Regions from separate parts of the Canis lupus genome. Here region 2 is linked to region 1. The links are chromatin contacts, called in public Hi-C maps. All regions are on one chromosome and are shown on one strand. Each heading gives the region's core, a stretch centred on a gene start, on an enhancer-like site or on the middle of the called end of the contact. The rest is flanking DNA. Distances are from core to core; before and after follow the strand shown. Region 1 holds the start of IBA57 (putative transferase CAF17, mitochondrial). Region 2 has its middle 12 kb from the start of ARF1.

Region 1 (2,700 bases), core at 113-2,612:
GACCAGGTCAAGAGAAGGCACAGTAAAGGCAAGGGGGCCTGTCTGCACGCCACGGAGAGAGGCCTCAGCAGAAACTGACCGTTCCTGGACTCCAGGCTCCAGAATTTCAAGACACCGATGTCTGGTTTAGCCACCTGGGATGGGGCGTGTCTCCCAATTGATGCACACACCACTGAAAATGGTATGGACTTTCCTTGGAAAGTCAGAAAATTACCATATGACCTGGCAACTCCCCTTGGGGTATGCACCTCTGATCATGTGGTTTATACCACGAAGCACGTGTGTCTTTGTCACGGCTCCTGGCACAGAATGCCCAAGGCCCTTGGGGTTTCCCCAAGTGAGGAGAGCGATGGAGGTGTCCTGGTGCTCGTAAGGAGCCCCTGAGGGAGTGTGGAGGTGACCTTGGGTGGCCCCTCAGGATGGGGGCAGGTGGCCAGGGGACCCAACCCTGGGAGCAGAGGGTTGTTGGATGCTTCAGTCCTGCCCCCTGATCTCTGGGAGGGGAGAGGGGTCCGTCACCAATGCCCAGTGATGAGGCCCCATGAAAACCCGGGAGGACAGGCTTGGGAAGCTTGGGGCTGGTGAGCACGTGGAGACGTGGGGAGAGTGACCTGCCCCGGGGCTGGCCCCGGGGTCACAGCCTTGGATAATAAGCTGGTAACGTCCAACATTTCTCTGAGATCTGAGCCGCTCCAGCAAGTTCAGGGACCCGAGGAGGGGCCGTGGGAGCCTCTGGCCTGTAGCCGGGGGGTCAGCGGGGGCGACCCCTGGACTGTGGCTGGCGTCTGCTGTGAGGTGGCCTGTGGGGTGTGACTCCACGTGGATGGGGCCAGAGCGGGGGCCCCCTCCCAAGCACATCTAGCATCCAGAGCATCAGAAAAGGGGATTGTGAGAGCTGAGAACCCACAGGGGGAGAAAGGCGTCCTGCACACGATACCCACAGGAACTGCGACCAGGGTCTCCAAGCCACGGACACCTCCCCACGACAGAGGAAGCCCTGGCACCTGCTCCGGACGCCCTCGGGAGTCAGGCTCCCCGACACAGGGCAGCGGGAGTCCCGGCAGCTGGCGGCGGCGGCACGCAAGTGAGCTGGACGGCGCCTCGGCGAGGAGGCGGAGCTCACCTTGCCGCAGCGAAGCCGGCGGGACCACAGGGACAGGTCAGGCGCCCGGACCCAGGGCGGGAGGCAGACGCGCAGCGCGAGGCCCCGCCCCCCAGCCCCTCCTCGCGAGCCCCGCCCCCTCCGCGCAAACGCCCCGCCCGCCGGAAGCTCCGTCCTGCCCCGCGAGCCCCGCCCCCCGTGCACTCCCGCCCGCGCCGCAGCGGGGCCGCCCCTTCGCGCCGCCCCACTCCTCCCCAAGATGGCGGCCGCGGCGCTGCTCCGGGGCGCGGTTCCGGGGCGCGGCGGCCCGGCCTGGTGCTGGCGGCTGCGCGCGGCTCCAGGGCGCCGCCTGGCTCAGAGCGCGGGCCGTCAGGGCGACGACCCTGGGGGCGGTGCGGCCTGGGCCTGCTTCCCGCTGGCCGAGCGCGCTCTGCTGCGCGTGCGCGGGCCGGACTCCGCGCCCTTCCTCCTGGGGCTGCTGACCAATGAGCTGCCGCTCCCGGGCCCTGCGGCCGGCGCGGCCCCGCCCCTGGCGCGAGCCGGCTACGCCCACGTCCTCAGCGCCCAGGGCCGCACGCTCTACGACGTGCTCCTGTACGGGTGAGCGCGGCCGCCCCGCTGCGGGGGGGGGGGCGGGGGAGGGCCCCGGCGGGCGGCCCCGCTGCGGGGGGAGGGCGGGGGAGGGCGGGGGAGGACGCCGGACCCGGCCTCCCGCGCCCGGCCGGAGACTCCCAGCTGGTGTCCGAGGTCAGCACCTTCGAGTGGCTGTTTCTGCTCAGCTGCGCTTGGGGAAGCCGCGGGTGGGGTCTGCAGTGCCACAGGGGGTCGCCCCGCAGTCGGCTCCCTTTCGGGCAGGTGAGGAGCCATATACCTATATGAGGTATGTACTGGCCCCAGTGCCTGCGGTGAGGTCTGGCTCCTCCTGTGGGTCCAGTCCTGCCTACTTGCCTGGCCCAGGTTCGCACTGGGGAGAGGGCCGCCTCCCTGGGAGCCCAGCGCCCCCTGCCTGCTGCTCTCTGGAGTTTCTGGTGTCCCTACCTTGTTCCTTCCTCAGGCTCCCTGTTCGGTGTTCCTGGGTGCGGCACCTGGTCGCAGGGGTGGCTTCACTGCTTTGCTTTTATAGTGGCCTTGACTGTTTGGAGCAGCTTCTGGCTCCAGTAGAATTGAGGGGAAGGATTGGAGAGCTCCTGTTTGCATGCAGCCGCCCTCAGGTCAGCGTCCCCACCAGAAGGAGGGTGCATGGGTTCCAGCTGATGGACCCGCACTGATGCTGCATCACCCAGAGCCGCCTCACCCTCCCACCCCCCATCCATGGGGTTCACTCCTGGTGCTGTGCCTGCCGTGGGCACGGAGTAGGACGTGTGCCCAGGACCGCAGGGTCACACAACGATGGTTTCACGGCCCCAAAGCTCTGCAGTGCTCCCCAAGTCCTCCCCCGCTGCCCCCAGAGGGGACCTGTCTCCTGTGTCCACAGCCCCGCCTTCTCCAGGACGCCCCACACTTGAAATCGCAGAGCGCGTGCCTGCTGGGATGGGCGGCTTTCACCCAGTAACCCACCCCTCAGATTCCCCCACGGCTCCTGGTGGTTTAGAAGCCCG
Region 2 (2,869 bases), core at 353-2,852, 42 kb before region 1:
ATAGGAATCATTCGTTTTTAAACTGTGCGTGTATCTTTTGGACACTCCTTCCTGTCTAGATTCTTTATGATTTTTTAAATTTCGTTTCTGAAGACACAGGACCACCAGCATAACCCGGCAGGACTGGTTTCTGGGGGTAGGGAGCCAGCACTACCAGGATTCTGTGCCACTCCTGGAGGTACAGACCCCTGAGGGCACGTTGCATGAGGCTTCGAGGCACGTTTAGGGCAGGAGGGAAGAGTTAGGTCCTCCGTGGGATCGCAGCCAGGGCCTGAGTCTGGAGCCTGGGGAGCGGCGCCGCTCAGACCAGCGCAAGGAGGCTTCCCGGGGGAGGGAGCTCCTCCTTCCAGGGCTCTGGGACCTCGGCTGGCGGCGACCCCGGGGGCAGCGCCGTCCCCAGCCTGGCTGCGCCACTGGCCGCGGCTTCTTTATTCGGTCTGCGGCCTGCTCCCTCGGGTGGGCTCTGGGGTCACGCCGGGCCCGGGCACCGACTGCGGCCACGACTCCCACACCCGGCCGCTGGTCCACCGGGACCTGCTAGGTTAGGGAGGGCACAGGCGCCCTTTCGTGCGCCACGGCCGCAGGGCCCTTGCCCACCTCGGTCCCTTCATCTACACCAGTAGGTGGGTTTGAGACACCCGGGGTCGGGAAAAAGCGGGGCGCGGGCGCGGGCGCGGGCGCGGGCTGACTCCGCCCGGGCCAGGGAAAGCAAGTACGCCCGCGCGGTGGCGGGACCGGGGCGGCCCGGGGCGGGGCGCAGCCCCTGTCCCCGCGCGCCCGCTCCTGCCCAGAGTCTGCGCGTGCGCGCTGCGGCGGGGAGTGGGCGGAGCCGCAGGCAGGCCCGCCCCGTTCCCCAGCGTCCCCCGCGGCAGGAGGCACTGACGTGGCCGCCGTCAGAGCCGCCATCTTGTGGGAGCGAAACCAACGCCTGGCTCGGAGCAGTAGCCTCGCCGCGGCCGCCGAGGGTGAGGCGGCGGGCCGGGGCCGGGGTCGAGGCCGGGGCTGGGTGGCGGGGGCGGTCCCGGCCCCGCGAGGCCCTGCCCACCGCCGTGGCGGCGGGGCGGTGAGGGCCATGTGAGGCCGGGCGGGGCGGGGGCCGGGGTGAGGCCGGGGTGGCGAGGCCCGAGGCCGGGGCCGGGGGCGGGGGGCCGGGGGCCGGGGGCCGGGGGCCGGGGGCCGGGGGCCGAGGCGGGGCGGGCGCGGCGGGCTGGGCCGGGGATGGAGACGGGGGCGGGCTCGAGTCGAGTCCGAGGTCGGGGCTGGGATGAGGAACGAGGCAGTGCGGGTGTCGAGGACTGGGCCGGGGGTCGAGGCTGGGCTGGGCTGGGGGTCCAGCTGAGGCCGGGTCGAGGCCGGGGCTGGGTGGAAGGCTGCCAAGAGCGGGCCTGGGGTCGAGGCTGCGGGGGGGTCGGGGCGGGGCGGGGCGGGGGCTAGGAGCCGAGAGCCGGCCGTGAGAGGGGAGCGCGGCGGGGGCGGAGCCCCGGGCGAGGGTCGGCTGCCCCAGCGCCCCGCCGCGGCCTCGCGCCCCGTAGAGCCGCCGGGTGGACGCCCGGAAGTCCGGCCCAGGCCACGGGCTCCCCAGGAAGCTCTGCTTCCTGCTCCGCCTGCGAGGCCTCCCGCCTCGGGGTCTCGAGGACCAGGAAACCGAAGCCCGGGGTCCGGGACGCTGCCAAGGTCACGCGAGGGCCAGGGTTTGAGCCCAGTTCCTGTGGGCTCGGAGGACGGGGGTGGGACGGGGCAGCCTTCCCGTACCGGTGCCCTGGGGAGGGGTCCTGGGGTCCGAGGGTAGCCCCTGCGGCCCCAGGAGGCGCCGGTGGTGGGGCCACGACACGGGCCTTGCTTCCCGGCCGCCCGCGGTGGGCAGAGATGGGAAGGCCCTGCGCCCTAGCGCTCACTTGTTGCATAGTGCGGGTGGTGCTGAGCCAGGGGTTAACAAGGCTTGCTGGTTAGTGTAGAGTGCTTAGCTCCGACTGCCCTCTGAGCTCCTGGCACCCTCCCATTTCCTCAAACGTCAAGCAGAATTGCACAAGAAGTCGTTGACAGGAGGAGGGAACGCAGAGCTTTGGGGTGGTCCCGGAAGTCACTGTTAGTGCTGTGCCTTGGGCCTGCTGCTGGGGTTCCAGGGGTCGGCTGTAGTTCTTGTTTCAGAACTAGCAAGTGAGTGGTCAGCACGTTTTTCTGTCTGCTGTTTGCATGGCTGGTTCTGCATTTCTGGCTTTGTGTGTCTGTGCGAAGGAGTGTGGACGCCAGGCTGTGTTGTAGCTGTGCTGAGACAGACCTCTCCCAGTGTATTATATGGGGGACCCACTGCGGGGCTGCCGATATCACTTGGAGTGTCGGCAAGCACGGAGTACCCTAACTGCACAAGCTGGAAATGCATATGCTCTCACCAACTGGCTCCAGAATTAGAGGGAGTTGAGTGTGTGTTAATCACCAATCTAGCCATTTTGTTAGAGCGTCCTGTCCTCCTCCCCTAAGGATTTGGTCTTGTTAATGGGCTGGACGTAGATGTGCTTCTGCAGAGTTGTCCCTGTTTTCAGGAATGCCTTGCTGGAAATAATCCACATCACTGGGGCATTATGGAGGCTCTGCTTCCTAGGAGGCTGCCTTCAGAGACAGGTGTCCAGATTTGCTACTTCAAAGGACTTGAGATAGTGGGTTTGGAGAATGGCTGATTCATGTGCTGTCTGATTGCCCCCAAAAGCAGAAACTGGTGGTGTGCCCCTCACAGTTCTGGTTTTTCCCATGTGGTCGAACTGTTAGCTTTGTGTGCTCCACAAGGAGGACATTCAGACCTGCTGAGCTGTGTCTCCCCAGACTGGACAGGCTCGGAAGTCCAGGAAGGCACCCTTGGGCTTCTCTGCTTGTT

The links. Hi-C and Micro-C count contacts between places; a contact is called where the count stands out from the background.
Region 2: a Hi-C map of blood shows a contact between it and region 1, with 2.6 times the contacts expected there. The contact joins the enhancer-like site here to the promoter of IBA57 in region 1. A contact is called at or near these places in 2 of 9 Hi-C or Micro-C datasets (both in blood).

What each region holds. Positions count from the first base shown.
Region 1 is chr14:481,898-484,597 of UU_Cfam_GSD_1.0, reverse strand. It overlaps IBA57 (putative transferase CAF17, mitochondrial), which reads left to right and starts at 1,362. Exons shown (of 3, transcript XM_038556429.1): 1 at 1,362-1,702. The coding sequence starts at 1,362.
Region 2 is chr14:524,389-527,257 of UU_Cfam_GSD_1.0, reverse strand. No RefSeq gene overlaps it. Among named protein-coding and RNA genes, the nearest start is that of ARF1, 12 kb to the right of the region's middle. Within about 2 kb of position 1,602, at least 12 of the 20 cell types and tissues checked have an H3K27ac peak or open chromatin away from gene starts, as enhancers often do. A contact at or near this core is called in blood, where this site is marked.